3 separate regions of the Zea mays genome follow, and all the other regions are linked to region 3. Evidence: chromatin contacts called from public Hi-C data. All regions are on one chromosome and are shown on one strand. The core of a region is the stretch at or near the end of the contact, and the rest is flanking DNA. Distances in the headings are between cores, read along the strand shown.

Evidence for each region. Hi-C and Micro-C count contacts between places; a contact is called where the count stands out from the background.
Region 1: a Hi-C map of ear shows a contact between it and region 3, with 3 times the contacts expected there. The contact joins the promoter of LOC103632842 here to the promoter of LOC109940795 in region 3. A contact is called at or near these places in 13 of 25 Hi-C or Micro-C datasets (bundle sheath, ear, endosperm and 6 more).
Region 2: a Hi-C map of leaf shows a contact between it and region 3, with 4 times the contacts expected there. The contact joins the promoter of LOC103632841 here to the promoter of LOC109940795 in region 3. A contact is called at or near these places in 3 of 25 Hi-C or Micro-C datasets (bundle sheath, leaf and seedling).

Annotation. Positions count from the first base shown.
Region 1 is chr7:130,564,446-130,567,601 of Zm-B73-REFERENCE-NAM-5.0, reverse strand. LOC103632842 (G-type lectin S-receptor-like serine/threonine-protein kinase At5g35370) reads left to right here and starts at 1,875. Exons shown (of 1, transcript XM_008654566.4): 1 at 1,875-3,156. The coding sequence starts at 2,081.
Region 2 is chr7:130,544,697-130,547,758 of Zm-B73-REFERENCE-NAM-5.0, reverse strand. LOC103632841 (mitochondrial phosphate carrier protein 3, mitochondrial) reads right to left here and starts at 1,550. Exons shown (of 6, transcript XM_020541346.3): 1 at 1,153-1,550; 2 at 660-1,021; 3 at 532-575; 4 at 212-426; 5 at 1-102. The coding sequence starts at 1,383.
Region 3 is chr7:130,728,668-130,731,799 of Zm-B73-REFERENCE-NAM-5.0, reverse strand. LOC109940795 (heat stress transcription factor B-4c) reads left to right here and starts at 1,454. Exons shown (of 2, transcript XM_020541061.3): 1 at 1,454-2,025; 2 at 2,131-3,132. The coding sequence starts at 1,774. The coding sequence ends at 3,096.

The sequences.
Region 1 (3,156 bases), core at 626-3,125, 160 kb after region 3:
TCCCCCTTGTGTTCCATCTCGCGCCAACCCATCTGGACTGGGACACGCAGCGACAATTTTACTCGTCGGTCCAGGGACCCCCGGGGTCGAAACGCCGACAAGTGGCGCACCGGACAGCACACCGGACCGTCCGGTGTGCCATCTGCCCAACGACTAGCTGTTAGAACTAGCCATTGGAGTCGACCGTTGGCGCACCGGTGGCGCACCGGTGGCGCACCGGACTGTCCGGTGCGCCCATGCGCAGAACATTGTTAGTAACGGCTAGTTGGTGGGTGAGGGCTATTTATACCCCCTCCACCCACCATATTCAATATCTTGGTGCCTACATTTATTCCTGCATATTGGTAGAGCATTGCAAGCACCAAAAGCCTAGTGAGGTGATTAGAGAATCTTAATCCCACATTTGGACCTCATTAGCGCTAGCGAGAGCCACCTAGAGCACACACCACTTGCATTAGGCTTCTCTTGGTCAAGCGAAAGTCTACGGCTTGTTACTCTTGGTGATCAACATCACCTAGACGGCTTGGTGGCGTTGGGAGCTCGGTGATCACCGTGGAGATCTTGTTGGTGACCCGACTCAAGTTTGTAAGCGGTCGTGAGGGATCCACTGCGCCGGAGTGGCAAAGGATCATCTCATAGTGAGCACTTGGTTCTTGCGAGGACTAAGGGGGAGCGATACCCTTGCGCGGGTGCTCCAACAAGGACTAGTGGAGAGTGCCGACTCTTCGATACCTCGGGAAAAATTGGAGGAGTCTTCTAAACCTTGCTTTACATTCTGCACTTAATTCAAACATTTTACTTTGTGTATTTGTTTAGCAAGTATTTGAAGTATTGTCTTAGCATTGTTGTATATCTAGTATTATTCTCTTAGAGCTAGTTGTTGGGGTGAAGTTGGGCTCTTGCTTAGCTTTTAATTAGTGTTGATTTTTAGAAAAGCTCAATTCACCCCCCCCCCTCTTGGGCATCGTCATCCTTTCAATTGTTATACCTGAAACAGGAAACAGGTTGACCTTCGTTCAAAAAAAGACCTCAACAGCATGCCTTCACTGTCATTTTATCCTGTATGCGCCCCTGGCGCCTGCACCCTGATTTTAGATTGAACAAACATGAATGATAGGAACCAGACTAATACCCCAATAATGAGCACGACAACGCCTAGTTCTGTAGTTGGACTCTAAACATGTGCATAAAACTGATGAGCAAACCAATTGAATCTAGTATGCTCATAGTTCATCTATCCTCTCCACCTCAACACAAATATGGTGTGACATCTTGTACAACCTGCTTGTATCTTCCTATTTTATACTTGATTGGTCTAAACTTTGTACCTCTACCTAGGGACGATAATAAACTCTAAATTTTACATTATATATAATATTTAAGAATTGAATCAGATTAATAATAGAGTCTTCTATTTATTTTTTAATTAAAATTATTTAAGAGTTATAACTTATTACGAAAAGACATTTGGATCGTGATGTATTACCACCCGTACCCTGCGGCCCTACCCTACCCCTGAATTATGAGCGCTTTACATCCAGGTCCAGCATGGACTATATTGGCGTATTGATTCTGCTGAGCTAGACATTAGCAAGGCCGTTGACTTCCACCGCGCTGACGTTTCTAACCAGCTTTGATGATGAGTAGAAGTCAATGCACAACAGTAGCGACCTTTGGCTACAGCAGTACAGCCACACAGCCAACTCCGTTTGACAAATTCCAGTCAGGTCGCACCTGTGCTCCAACCGAACAACCCAAGCTGGTCACCGTGTCGCCGAGCAGCTCGACCTTCTCCGTTGTTTAACCAATCCATCTCAATCGAGAAGAAAAGCCAACGCAAAAATCCAGCAATTGCCGCGCCGCTAGATTCCAAACCGCGGCAACCAAGCAGTCTGAACCCAAGGGCTCTTCGGCCGCTGGGCCAGATGCTGCCGGTTTTGTTCGCGCCAACCAGAGCTCGCGCAGCACATAGCTCATAGCCGAGGTCAACATTCCCCGATCGCCTACGCCACACGCCGTGCCGTGCACTCCTACGCTTCATGGGCGCATCCGCGCGTGCCCCCTCGCCGTCGCCACACAAATGTCTCCGCTCCCACGCGCTCTGCCGCGCTCGCTCGCGTTCCTAGGCTGGGTTCTGCTGATCCTCTTGCCCGCCCGCGCCGCGGACGCCGGGCCGCTGGCGACCGAGCTCCTGCGACCTCCCTTCACCGCCTCTAACATCCTGTACGTCGACACAGGCGGCGCGTTCCTAGAGTCCACGAGCGGCGCGTTCAGGGCCGCCGTGTTCAACCCCGGGAAGCAGCAGGACAGGTTCTACCTCGCCGTCCTGCACGTCCCGTCCGCCACGCTTGTCTGGTCGGGCAACCGCGACGCGCCGACGACGTCGTCGGGACCGGTGAATCTCACTTCGCAGGGGATCACGGTGTCGAAGCCCGACGGAACATTGCTGTGGTCGACGCCGTCGCAGCTGCGCTCGCCCGTCGTGGCGCTGCGGCTGCAGGACAGCGGGAACCTGCAGCTGCTGGGCGCCGGGAACGCGACCCTGTGGCAGTCGTTCGATACCGCCACGGACACGTTGCTCCCGGGCCAGCTGCTGCGCGCCGGCGCGTACCTGTCGGCGGCGACGAGCGCCACCGATCTCGCGGAGGGGAACTACCGGCTCGGCGTGACGGCCGCGGATTTGGTGTTGACGTGGCAGGCGTCCACGTACTGGCGGCTGTCGAACGATGCCCGCTCCTACAAGGATCGGAACGCCGCCGTGGCGTCCGTGTCGGTGAACGCGTCGGGCTTGTTCGCGGTTGCTGCCGATGGAGGCCTCGTGTTCCGCGTGAACATCGGGGCGGCGGCGTTCCCCGTGCTAAGTCTCGGATACGACGGCCGGCTGCGCATCACGAGCTATGCGCTGGTGAACTCCTCGGCGTCGCTTGGAAGCGACTTCGTGGCGCCGGCCAACGATTGCGACCTCCCGCTTCAGTGCCCTTCCCTCGGGCTCTGCTCCCCGGCGGCGGGCAACAGCTCGACCTGCACCTGCCCGCCACTCTTCGCCGCCTCAGTGACGACGCCCGGCGCGTGCACGCCGGGGGACGGTTCAGCGCTCGCGTCGCCGGCCTTGTGCCAGAGCAACAACAGCACCGTGTCCCCGTCTTACCTCGCCCT
Region 2 (3,062 bases), core at 301-2,800, 180 kb after region 3:
ATCATAGATCACCCACTGAGCGCCAGTCAGGGTGCCGACCATCAGGATGCGAAGAGGGAGGCCACGAGTGAAGAGGCCCAACAGGCCAAGGTTCTTGACAGCCTGATGCATAGATAAATAAACAGAGTACGATGATTATACTGATTGCATATAGAGGCAAGTTGAGTCGGGATGATCATCTGTGTTCTGCAAAGTGCAGTGGCGGACTTACATCTCCAACTGTGGCTCCCTTGGCGTTGTTCAGGAACGACACCAAGTTGTCTGCAGGGTGCGAGACGGCGGCGCAGAAAACTCCGGCGACGTAGCCGCTCCCGAAGCTTACCCCGAGCTGGAGAGGCTTGCTGCACTGATCCTTCGGCGTGGGGATGAGGTGCTTGTAGGTCATCTCCACGATGTTCTCGTACGTCGCGAACTTCATCATGGTGTCTGCACAGCACAGAGGTCGGGGAACGGAAGTTCAGCTTGGAAACTAATGCATGTGCTGCAAATTATGAATGGCATTTGAGAGAGAGAAAAAAAATGCGTGCTTACAAGGAATCTGTCGCCCCCAAAGAGGAACCAGTCCTCTGAATAGCCTGCAGTTCAGAAACACCATCGTTCAGATACAGCATGCACAAAACAACAGATAGTTGAGCAGCTGATGCCCTATATACACGTACCCTGCGTAGCCCTCGGCCCTGACGATCTTGGGGAAGCCGTCGCTGAGTCCCCTGGCGAAGCCGGGCTGCGTCTGCACCCGGACCTTGACGGCCTCCATGGGGCAGAGCGCGACGTCGGCGAAAACCTCCGCGGTGGCCGAGCCCGCCAGGTAGATGAGGGTCTTGTACCTGGCGGCGTGCTCGGGGCCGGCCATGTCGGCGTACGTCTTCTTGAAGAACTCGTAGAGGCCGTACTTGAACGCACCCTGAGCGCTGTAGCCCACGAACGTCGGCGCCCACCCCCTGTAGAAGCCCCGGAGGCCCTGCTCCCTCATCACCACGCTGAACGCCGACGAGGTGTTCTTGTACTTGGCGGGGTCGATCTGCGACGACCGAGATATCATGTGGCGTTTGTTAGAACACTGGTGTGATCGAAACCGGGGTCCCGGAATTTGGCAGTAGTCGGACGGGCAAAGAAAGCGATGGTTCCCGTGAACTCAGGCACTGCACGCACCTGGATATTGCACTTGATGACGTCGAGCGGCGTGACGGCGGCGTGCGTGAACCCGCAGGCCGCGGCGCCTCCCAAGGCGCCCGCTGCGTAGTATGCGGGCGAGAACATCTCGATCTTGCCGAGCGGCTCGCTCGGGGCGCCCGCCACCACCGGAGGCGCCTCCCTGCTGCCGTTGACGCCGGACGACGCCGCGTAGAGGAAACTGGGGAGCAGCGGCTGGCGCGGCGCCATCGTCCCGGGCGGCACAGCACGCTGGTTTCAGGAGAGTCTAACACGCGAACGTGTGAGTGTGACTTCCCCGGTCAGTTGGAGAGGCTGCCTCCCCGTCCGTTTTATACGAGCAGTCGGGGGCAAGGCCGGCGAGGATGATGCGTGTGGCCTGTGGAGTTGAAGACCTACTTTCCTCGAAGGCAGCAGGAACGGGTCAGTGGTCACAGTCACATGTTCAATTTGTATAAACTCACCACGTGTACCTGCTCCGCTGTCACTTACATGTTCAATTTGTATAAGCTCTCTAGATCTTCTTTTCTTTGATTGGCACGGGATCAACGCTCTAGAATCTCGCGAAGCATAAAGCCGCCGTGTTTGATTGTGTGTCTGACTACTTCCTTCGAAGCTGCACTTGTGGATCTCTAGGTTCTGGCTAGCCGTCGCTCACATAAGAGCAAGTATAATAATCCGCTATAATGTTACTTTTAGTGCATAGAAAATAAAAGCAAATATAATAATCAGTTATAAGGTTGTCTTTAGTGCATAGAAAATAGAGGATTTACATGGTAGATGACATTGTTTGTATAGTAAAGTTTGAAATAAGAGATAGACAGATGATAAGATAGTGGAGCTGCTAGGGATGTTCTAAGCTGGCTAAATGCAGAGCTAAATGCAGAGGTGGATGAGAGAGAATAAAAAGGAGAGTAAAAGCGGGCTACAAACTTACACCCAGTTTTGCCACAGAACCAAGAAATTATGTGAGAGACAAGGCATGTATTAATATTGAGCATCTAACTACTATATGAACGGGCTGAAAGATTGGCTACAAAGATTCTTATTGTCAGCAGTTAACTACATTATTAAACTTACTCAATGAACTGAGCTCATTCCTTCCGTTAAATGTGTGTTTGTTGTCAAACTGTCCTAAGTGCTTGTTTGGGAGCAAGAATAACGGGCGACTTGAAAGGGCTAAATTCACCTTGTTATTCAAGAGATTTTGGCTCCTTCAAGTCCCTCCGTTGTTCTTGCTCCCAAACAAACTCTAAAGATTCTTTTAGCGTGAATAAAATAAAGACTCAAACTCTCTTGAAATTTGTCCACTGGTCATGTCAAAATTCTTGGCCTAGCTCAACTAGACAGGAGGGAATGACAACCTGACAACCAGGGAATACAAAACCGCCAAAAAGCCGGAGTTTCCCACTAGGTTTCTCGTTCACGGCCATATTTCTCGACCGATTTTCTAAAATTTTGTTCAAAATTTTAAAAAATAAAAAAACATAAAAATTGTTATAAAATCACTATTTTCTTAGTATTCTTATACATCTTATATTTAATTTTTATATTTTTAAAAATATCAATCATTATTTTTCAGTAAAAATAGTGAATTTCACCAAAAATATGGTTTCTCGACGGGTTTTCACCGAAATTCGTTTCTCAAATTTGAAAATATGTGCACCGAAAAGTTAATGAAAAATGGTTTCTTGGTGCTAATTGGTGGTTACCCGACCAAGAAATGCAAACCCGATGGTTTAAATTAAAATTTTCAAATCGCTCGGAATTTGGCGAAATTCGGCGGTTTCTCATCGGTTCCCCATTCTTGGGTGTGGGTGGTCAATCAACATGAAACGAGATTGTAAACCTTGCTGACAATTGAATGGAAGAAGTACATACTCCAACTGGTGCACTAGCATGCTCCCTCT
Region 3 (3,132 bases), core at 205-2,704:
TTTTGTTTTTTTAACTATATATAATTTGATGTAATATACCAAGTTTTAATACAATTCTCCCACTCTCCCACAAAATTTTAAACACTCGCTATGGTGCAAAGGACAAATTGTTTGGGCTTGCATTCCATGGACAGCACGTGATATGCACTGGGCACCGCTCGGGCCACATGGACCGGTGCTCTGATCCAAGGACGACGACTGCTGCGCGCTCCGATCGCTTCTCATATCCCTGCAAGTTGACGCCACGTACGACACAGCGTAACACAAAAAAAAAATTTAATTTCGGAGCGGCACGTCAGGGTACCATTGACCGGCCAATAGGAATGGCTCACGGCATGGCTTCCCTGTCTCTTTTTTACTGCCGCCGAAAAAGAATTCAGGTTTTGGAGATGCTTCCAAAACTGCAGCAGGGCTTGTCCTCCTGGGGGACCTTTCCAGAAATGCACGAGGAGGAGACGGGGCAGTGGGGGTGCGTGAAAACAAAAATGAAAACATAGATCCCGTTCCCGTCCGTGTACTACTCCTAGAAAAGCTAGCTTTGGAGGGGGTCAAATGGCTGGCATGGAAAATTGAAATAACCATCTAAATACGATTTTCATATTTGCTAGAACTTATAATATAAATATCACATATATTTAATATTTTTATCCATCAGGTTCTAGATTTGTTTTTATAGATTTATTTTGCCAATATCTGTGATATCCATATCTACAAAGAAAAAATATTGTATCATCGACACATTTAAAATTTCTCTCTCCATAATAAGAGACCAATTCTTTATTTTTATCATTACTAATAATGCATTAAAGCCATTTAATAGTACATCTACAAGTAACATTTAGTGTTAATTTAAAATAATGTATGATATATAAAGATTAAACTAGTTTTAATATTTTTGTTTTATTTTAAGCCTAATATGTTTGTCGTTGTAAACTAATTTTAACAATTTAGTTTAATTATTTTAATCGATATATTTGGTTGGTAAGTATTTATTGATAACTGTATTATTTTAAGCTATATTTGTCTATAGTTTATACACAAGCACTTTAATCTCTACTTGTGTAATAATTTTGTAATTCCAAAAATATTGATAAAGCAAACTAGCTATTTATTGTAATTTAATTTACTTCGATATTGAAGATTATTAGAAGTGTACTTTTAATTATTTCATTTTAGTTATTGAGGATTAGTAGTGAAATTTTATTTATATATGTTGAATTTATAATACACGTTCTAACCAGAATTGCGTAAATATGTAAATAGAGTTTAGAATTTACGACATATATTCATATTTATGTCTAAAAATATATATGCATGTATTTGTATTTAAATTAAAATATAATAAAAATGATATCCATACGAAATGGCGGGCGGGTTAAAAGGGGGCGCAAAAGATCCCGAAGAAACCGAGAAAGAAAACGAAGGAACGAATGGATGACTCGCCGCAGGGGAGAGACGACGCTGGCGGAAGTGTCACGGGTGTGCATCTCCAAACTTCCAATCCCTCTCTCGAAAACACCCAGACAGACACAGCGACACATATTCCCTCCACCGCCCACACGCTCCCCGAGGCAGGAGCACACCACACTTGCCTTCACTCCGCATTCGGCATTCACCACCCACCACCTCCAGTTAAAATAGCCGGTCGGTCACCCTCCTCCGCTCGGCTCGCCTCGCCTCGTATCGTCCACCTCAGAAGGAAGAAGTTAAAACCCCAAGAAACCTTGGTCGACGCTTCGACTCCTGTAGTGTAGGTAGGAAGGAGTGAGAGTGATGGAGAGGAGCGGGAGCTGGGACTGCGACGCGGCTGCGCAGGCGGCCGCGCAGAAGGCGGTGCCGGCGCCGTTCCTGATCAAGACGTACCAGCTGGTGGACGACCCGGCCACGGACCACATCGTCTCCTGGGGAGACGACCGGGCCTCCACCTTCGTGGTCTTCCGGCCGCCGGAGTTCGCACGCGACATCCTCCCCAACTACTTCAAGCACAACAACTTCTCCTCCTTCGTCCGGCAGCTAAACACCTACGTGAGTATGAGTTGCGTTGCTTGCACTTCCGCTCTGACTGAGTCGCGTGGACCACGTACGTACGGATGGTGACGGTCGGTAACGCTGCAACGCCACACAATGCAGGGATTCCGGAAGGTCGTCCCGGAGCGGTGGGAGTTCGCGAACGAGTTCTTCCGCAAGGGGGAGAAGCAGCTGCTCTGCGAGATCCACCGGCGCAAGACGTCGTCGGCGTGCACGGCGTCGCCGTCGCCTCCGCCCTTCTTCGCTTCGCCTCACTTCCCCGTCTTCCACCCGGGCGGCCCGCACCACCACCACCACAACCACCACCCGTTCGCGGGGGGAGACGACGGGGTTGTGGCGGCGGCGGCCGCCGCGCACGGCGTTGGCCTCGCGTTCCCGCACCCGCACCCGCATTGGAGGGAGGCGCACCCGCACGCCGCCGCGCCGGTGTCTACGCGGCTACTAGCCCTGGGCGCCCCTCAGGCGCCGGCGCCGCTGCCCGCCGCCGCGGCCGATGCCGGCGGCGGCGCGGGGCGCGCGGCCGTGCTGATGGAGGAGAACGAGCGGCTTCGGCGCAGCAACGCGGCGCTGCTGCAGGAGCTGGCGCACATGCGGAAGCTGTACAACGACATCATCTACTTCGTGCAGAACCACGTGCGGCCCGCGGCGCCCAGCCCGGCCGCGGCCGCGTTCCTGCAGGGCCTCGGCCTGCAGGCGGCGCGCAAGAAGCCCGCCGCCGCCCCCGTGTCGGCCGCGGGGCGCAACAACCACTCCGGCGGGAGCACCACGTCCAGCAGCTCGCTAACCATCGCGGACTCGCCCTCGCCCCCGCCGCAGCGGGCCGACAAGAGCGGCGGGGAGGCCGGGAGCAGCGGCACCGCGCCCACCATGCTTTTCGGCGTGCACCTGAGCGCCGCCCCCGCTCCTAGCTGCGCGGGCACGGGCAAAAAGAGGCCGGCTTCCCCGCAGGAAGAAGACCAGCCGCCCACCTGGCCTGCGAGGAAGCCGCGGCTGGCGCTGGATGGCGCCGACCTAAGCCTGAACGTCGCGGTGCCCTCCGCCGCCTCGCCCCCCGCTAGCACCAGCTAGTCTGCTTACTCACCTCCATCACCTGGCTGGCTGGCT